Regions from separate parts of the Sus scrofa genome. Here region 1 is linked to region 2. Evidence: chromatin contacts called from public HiChIP or PLAC-seq data. All regions are on one chromosome and are shown on one strand. Each heading gives the region's core, a stretch centred on a gene start, on an enhancer-like site or on the middle of the called end of the contact. The rest is flanking DNA. Distances are from core to core; before and after follow the strand shown.

Region 1 (3,561 bases), core at 190-2,689, 360 kb before region 2:
CTGCATTGGGATTTCTAGTTCTCCCTTTGGTGAATCTCTGTGTTACTGTTTGTTGAGAATGTTTATTCAAAGTTCAACAATTCCATTCAGTTTTTCTCCAATTTCTGTTTCTTATTTTATTTTTATTTTTTATTTTTTGCTTTTTAGGGCCACAGTTGTGGCATATGGAAGTTTCCAGGCTAGGGATTGAAGGGAGATACAGCTGCCAGCATACACCACAGCCACAGCAACATGGCATCCAGGCTGTGTCTGTGACCCACACCACAGCTCATGGCAATGCCAGATCCTTAACCCACTGAGCAAGGCCAGGGATCGAACCTGTATCCTCATGGATTCTAGTCAGGTTCATTAACCACTAAGCCACGAAGGGAACTCCTTTTTTTTCTTTTAATTCAAGTATAATTTTTAAAGAAAATATTTAAAAAATTACACATCGAGTGTGATCCTAATAATACAACATTTTCTTTTTCTCTCTGCCTGTCTCTAAAGCTACCAGAAGTGTCTGGATTGTGTTCAGTAAAGATAGTATAGGCTAATCTGGGAAGCAGGATATGGTTGATTTATTGCCTTCTTTCTATGTGACTTTTTATATTGCTTGACCTCATTTAAACAGAAAACTATTATTTTTGTAAAAAAACAATATGAAAACTTGAAAATAATTTCATCCAATTACCAACTCATTTTGAAACTCTTTGATAACTGAAATGGCATTTTTTTTCCCCCTCTTTACCACTCTGAGTAACTAGTTGCGAGGACTAGGTCCTTATCAAGGTAAACCTTGTGCTTCTCTCCAGGTGTATTTGTATGTACGTAAGCTTTCTGAAGTCAGATACTGTGTGTGTGTGTGTGTGTGTGTGTGTGTGTGTGTGTGTGTGTGTGTGTGTGTGTGTGTGTGTGCTGTGTTCAAAGCTATATCCCTAGTGCCCAGAGCAGTGCCAGGTGCATGGTAGGCCTTAAAAAAATTCTATGAAAGACTAATTGACAAAGAACTTGGGGCACATTTTATAAGATCTAGTATGTTAGCAAAAAGTGTTTATAAGAAGTACAAATTAGGAGTTTGGGATTAACATATATACACTACTATGTGTAAAATAGATAACTGACAAGGATCTACTGTGTAGCACAGGGAATTCTACTCAATATTCTATAATAACCTTTACAGGAAAAGACTCTGAAAAAGAATGGATATATGTATAACTGATTCACTTTGCTGTACACCTGAAATTAACGCAACATTGTGAGTCAACTCTACTCCAATTTTTAAAAAGTACACACGTTACCAGGTATTCATCATGCCCTTTTGAATATTCTCATAATGCCTATTTTTTTTTTTCCTCTAAGATCAGTTTCATAACGCAGCTATCAGTCCCAGAGAACTGGAAGTTTTGGTTGCATAACTGTCCTTAGTTGTTCCTCAATTCAGCATCACTGCTGACCAGTGTAAGATGGGTGTGACGTGCACTGCCTTTTCAAAAGAGCCGTGTTGGGAAGCACTGACTCATAGTGTAGTGAGAAATGGAAATGACGACCCAGATAAAGAATGTCTAAGCCATTGACGAACCTAACAGAGCTGTGGAGGGTGGCATGGGTGTCCTCACATGCCCACTGCCCCGATTGAGCTGCTTGAGCTGAGACATAGAGTCATGCCTAGGGCCTGGCTCTGACTTTGCAGGGTCCCTGCTGCCTGCTCCCTCCTTCCTCTTATTCCTGAGGCTCTCGGGACTCAGTCAGCTTCCCTTTTCTGTGTAAACCTACTCCTGGCTGTGGGTTAAGAAGAACCCTGCTTCCTCCCCCACCCACAGTGTTCTCCTTGTCTCTTTGCTCCTGTAGCATTTTGGATACAAGAAACGGTGCTAGTTCACAGCTTGCATTCCAGGTTTGAAACACTTGGGTTTGAACCCTTTGCCCTCTTATGGGCTTTGATAAGGCACTCAGCACCTCTAGAGCCTGTCTTTGCTCATCTGTAATAGTACCTGCCTACAGTATTATTGTGAGGGACTAAATAAAAATATTGAGGTAAAGCACTTAGCACAGTAGTCACTTTTTTCTAAGCAACTTGAGCATAAAGGTTGCTCAATAAATCTTTGATTAATGAGTAATTGCATATAAGTAGGTGTACATATTATAATATCATCTATAGCTATGTATAATATAGAATGAGGTAAAAATGGTGTTTTGAAACTCTAATTTGCTTATGACTGTGGATAACATTATTAGAATAATTATGTATAGCATTATTAAAACTCTGGGTTAATTACATTGGAGATTTTTCCTCACTATAATTGGAATTACCAAGTTTAATTATTCTTGGCTTCAAGAAACTTAAGTCTTCAGGACAGTAACAAATCACCAAGAAAGGAGACTGGGCGCTAGAAATGTAATTCTCTGGGCCAGTTTTGGATTAAGCTGAAGGGAGAGGATGGAGAAGATTTGAGACCGCTTGATCCCTTGGCGGCGGGAAGGTGCTGTGGGTCACTCCTTGCTGAAACCTCTCTTTCATGATGCCCAACTTCTCCCAGGGACAGATTTTTCACAGTAGGCAACCTGCTGGGTGAATACACTCACACACACTGAAAGTCAAGAAGGTAGGGTGGAAGAACCAACTTCTGGGGGAGGAAAAGTTGGCTACTGAAATTATGGGTTTTAACTGATGCTGTATTCAAGTGGATGTGTCCAGAAGACTTAGGAGATAAAAATGTTATGAAGGAGGAGATGTGGCTGACAACACTGAATGCTATGAGATATCACGGAGCCTGAGGACTGAGATAAGCTATCTGAAGTCTTTTAAAGCTGTTTAATTTCTTTTTGGATATCTGTTCATCTTGAGGGTGCTTGTCACACTGTTTTGTTGGCAAAGAGAATCACAAAGTCTAGTTAAGATAAAGCTGGTTTTGATTCTACAGATAAAACTGAGGATATTTTATTAGAGAGATCTGTGATACAGGTCAACCTCATTTTATGGTGCTTCGATTTATTGTGCATTACAGATATTGTAATATTTACAAATTAAATGTTTGTGGCAATTCTGTGATAAGTTCATTGATGCCATTTTCCCAAGAGCATTTTCACACTTTGTGTCTCTGTGTCACATTTGGTAATGTTTGTGATATTTCAAGCATTTTCACTATAATTTTACTTGTTATGGTGATCTGTGGTCAGTGATCTGTGATACTACGGTTGTTACTGTTTTATGGTGGCTTGGAGCATGCTCTTAAAAGATGGCAAACTTGGGAGTTCCTGTCATGACTTGGTGATTAACCATCCTGACTGGTATTCATGAGGATGTGGGTTTGATCTCTGGCCTCACTCAGTGGGTTAAGGATCTGGCATTGCTGTGAGCTGTGGTATAGTTCGCAGATGTGGCTTGGATCCTGAGTTGCTCTTGCTGTGGTGTAGGCCAGCAGCTGCAGCTCTGTTTCAATCTCTAGCCTGGGAATTTACATATGCTGTGGGTGCAGCCCTAAAAAGACAAAAAATAAAAAAATAAAGAAGATGACAAACTTAATCTATTGTTGAAATGACAACACAGAACATTTAGAATATTTTCATAAACAGCTGATA
Region 2 (3,806 bases), core at 1,273-3,772:
AGAAAGATAATGAACAAATAAATATCTTTCCAACCGCTCAATTTTTATATTACCTCAAGAAATAGCCAGGTCCAATTTTAGGTTTTTATGTCCAATTTCTTTATTCCAAATGGATGGAGAATTTGAGAAAAAATTACAATGAAACAATGATTTTGCAAAGTCAATTGATCAAGAATAATCAATTTTAAGGAATTCAAATCAATAAATTTCAATATAACCAGTGATAACTGAGCATATACTATATACTGATAAATATAAAGAGGAAGAAAGCAGGATCTTGCCCTCAAAGAACTTTCCATTTAGCAGAGGGACAGGCAATTACAACTATGCAGAACCTCAGTGTTCTGACAGGGGTGCCAAAAAGGGATTTATTTTTAGGCTATGGGGACAGCTTATATAAAAAAATGGTCAATGAGTTGGACTCTGAGAATGGGCAGACCTTGGGAAATATTCTGAGCAGAAAGAAACAGGTGTACACTGGCATTTCCACAAAGTTTATTTTCTGCTCCTTTGCTCTTATGGATAATAATGGTAGTATTAATGAGTCCTTTAAACTGTAATACAAATATTTCAAAATTGTTTACCAACACATGTGATGTCTGTAGCAAAAATACAATTTTCGGTAAAAAGTTAAAATTTCTATCATTATAACATTTTCTTTATTGACATAAGATTCACATATAATTAAGCATTTTAAAGTGGTACTTAGTGCATTCATAATGTTGTATAGCTATCACCTCTCTTTCTCATTTAAAAATCATTATAACTTTTTTTTTGTCTTTATAGGGCCACACCCGCAGCATATGGAGGTTCCCAGGCTAGGGGTCTAATTGGAGCTGCTGCTGCTGGCCTACACCACAGCCACAGCAAAGCCAAATCCGAGCCTCGTCTGTGACCTACACCACAGCTTACAGCAATTATGGCATTTCTTTCTCTACAAAGTCAGGATAACTACAAGACTGCCACTAGTTGTTCATTGCTTAATCACACTGTGCCACTGAAATCTCTCAGTCCTTATCACCCATGATCTCTTGATTTCTGAAATAAATAGAGACGTTTGGGTACTTATCTTCCCTGATGTCCCATTTGCTGTGGGCAAATGTGGCTTCCAAGAACTCTGTCCTCCCTTGCTTTCTTTGACACCATGTCCCTTTCTTGTCCTTTCTCTTCTGTTCATGAACTTCTCTTTTACCCTCCCACAAATGTTGGTGTACCTAAGGTTTCTTTCCTCACATCTTTACTCTTTCACATGTTTGGTTTTCTCTTCCCACTTACATAGCTTCTTGTAGCACCAAAATGCTTCTGACACAAATCTGCCCCTTTAGCCACAGTTTCTCTCCTAAACCACTATATCCATAGGTTCAAGTACCTTGTGGGTATCTCCACTTGAAAGTCCCACAAGTACCTCACACTCAAAGTCTTCAAATCTGAAATATTCTGTTTCCACATCTTCTTTCCTACCTTATACTCTAAGTTGGGGATTAGGAACTACTATAGTGAACTAAAGATAAGACTGTCAAGAGAAGTTACTCATACCCAACAAAAGAGGAAGATTTTTGTTATGACCATGCATTGTAAAATTCACAAGTGAAAAATGTCCTTGATAAACTCATATATCTCAGCTATCAATTTCATATGCAGATAAAATAAAACCTTAAAATTTCATTTGACATTCTTCCTGCAAGCTCCAGATTAGGATAATTGATTTATATGTTTTTCTAAGCACTAACCATTTTGCATTACAATGAGACTGTGTTAGGAAATAATTCAATAAATATGGTCTATGCATGAGCTTTGTCTGTGTGTTGACAATGAACTGACACATAGACATTGGTGGAAATATTAGATATAAATCAGCCCCAGGAAAAGATTTTTTTTTGGCCTGAATTTTAAGTAGCAAAGCTTTATGTTTGGAAAGTATTTTGTTCAACAAAAACAGCACCAAATGCATACAGTCAGGAGAAATGGTGCTTGCTGGCTATATATGGTGATAGTGTTGAATATTTGTCACAACAACTTTATATTCTGTATAAATTTTTAGCCATACATTAGGCAATGTTTACCAGGAGGTTAACAGCATACTAGTAATGTCTTGCCCTGTGGAAAGCAGGATGTGATTCTGGAAGGTCTCAAGTAAAAGTTTTAAACCTTGAGTTGACCTTTGGCCTGTGAAACATGAGTGAATTATTCAGAATCTGTCTTTAATGTCTCACTACACAGCCTAAGCTGTCACTGAAAAGCTAATGTTGGATTTAGAAACAACTCAAGATAGATCACTGGCAAATTAATATGGAGATTCCACATCATTACATTTTCATTTTATTTTGTATTTGTGTTTTGAAAGCTGTCTTTAGGCTCTGAACTTATGTGGCTGGTTATGAACAGTGGGTTTGTTCATAAAGGAATGTTGAAAAAATTCTCACTAAACAAGTGTAGCAGTTTTATTCAGAATTAGCTAAAGGGCATAATACTGTAAAAGAGAAAATGAACCACTCATTTGCTGTCATCAAAAATGAGGAAATGGCTCTAGGCAATAGCTGAAGAGTCCTTTTGAACTTGAAAAGTTCCCTGATTTGGCATTGAGGAGGATCTTGTTTGTCCTGCTAGTTCTAAAGAACTATTCATTCTCAAATAATTCCCATAAGGAACAAGGAAAAAAATCATCAATACCATCTTTTCTAAATATCCCAGTTATTATTATATTTTACATCATATCCAAAGTATGGCCTTGGTATTTTATACAGATCTTGATATGTGCTATATCTTTCCATTTAAAATAGATTTTCTTGTTAAACTAATACTGCAAGTAAGACAGCTACATACTATAAAGTTAAAGCTGTTTTGAAATATTATGTGTATTTGTTATAAGAAGTCAAGGCAGGAAGATTTTGTCACAGTCTCAATATTATTCTTTAATACATTCCCGCCAGCCACTTGTGAGCTACTCTATATCCTCATCAGCGTTTAAAATTCTAATTTTTATTTTAGCCATTTTAACATGTGTGTACTGGTAACTCATCATGGTTTTAATTTGCATTTCACCAATGGCTAATGATGTTGAGTATTTTTTCTGTGTTCCCATGACTTCTGAATACCCCCTCTGATGGTGTATAGTGGTTTTTTCACAATATTTTAATTGGGTTGTTTTCTTTCTGTGGTATTTTGTGAGTTCCTTTTTTATTCTAGTGCAAGTTCCTTGTTGAATATGTGATTTCCAAATATTTTCTCTAAGTTGGTAGCTTGACTTTTCCTTCTCTTAGAAAACTGATTTTGAGAAAGATTCAAAGACAATGTAGTGAAGAAGGGATAAGCTTTTCATGAAATAATCCTGGAATAAATGAACATCCAAATGCAAAAAAAATGAACTTTGATTCATTTCTCCCCCCAATAAGAGAATGTTAACTCAAAATATATCATAGACCTAAAAGCTACATTGAAATGAAAAAAATATTTTAAAGATAAAGATATTTTGAAGAAAATCTGTGAGATCTTAGGTGAAGATTTCTTAGATGAGATATCAAAGCACACTTTAAAAAATGCTAAAGTGGACTTTCTTAAATTTTAAAAAGTCTGCCCTTCTAAATACAGATTATTTTAAAAAATAAAAGTTCAAGAAGTTGGTAAGAAGAGGAGGAATTGGCTAAAGGAGTCCACGGGAAAACCCAGGAAAGTATGGGATCCTGAAAAGCTAAGTGAAGAAACTGTGTCTAGAAGGAAGGAGTGATCCACTGGGTCAGAGTTGCTAATGGGGAATGATTATTTGATTTTGGATTGATCAGTAAACACAGACAAATATCCCCAGATTC

Evidence for each region. HiChIP or PLAC-seq counts read pairs in DNA pulled down with a chosen protein or histone mark.
Region 1: an H3K27ac HiChIP or PLAC-seq map of alveolar macrophages shows a contact between it and region 2. The contact joins two enhancer-like sites. A contact is called at or near these places in 1 of 47 Hi-C or Micro-C datasets (embryonic fibroblasts) and 1 of 2 datasets of contacts at active chromatin or transcription factors (alveolar macrophages).

What each region holds. Positions count from the first base shown.
Region 1 is chr9:86,836,764-86,840,324 of Sscrofa11.1, reverse strand. All of the region lies in intron 1 of LOC110255481 (a long non-coding RNA gene), which reads left to right. Among named protein-coding and RNA genes, the nearest start is that of SNX13, 250 kb to the left of the region's middle. Within about 2 kb of position 1,439, at least 18 of the 83 cell types and tissues checked have an H3K27ac peak or open chromatin away from gene starts, as enhancers often do. A contact at or near this core is called in alveolar macrophages, where this site is marked.
Region 2 is chr9:86,475,022-86,478,827 of Sscrofa11.1, reverse strand. No RefSeq gene overlaps it. Among named protein-coding and RNA genes, the nearest start is that of AHR, 35 kb to the left of the region's middle. Within about 2 kb of position 2,522, at least 1 of the 83 cell types and tissues checked has an H3K27ac peak or open chromatin away from gene starts, as enhancers often do. A contact at or near this core is called in alveolar macrophages, where this site is marked.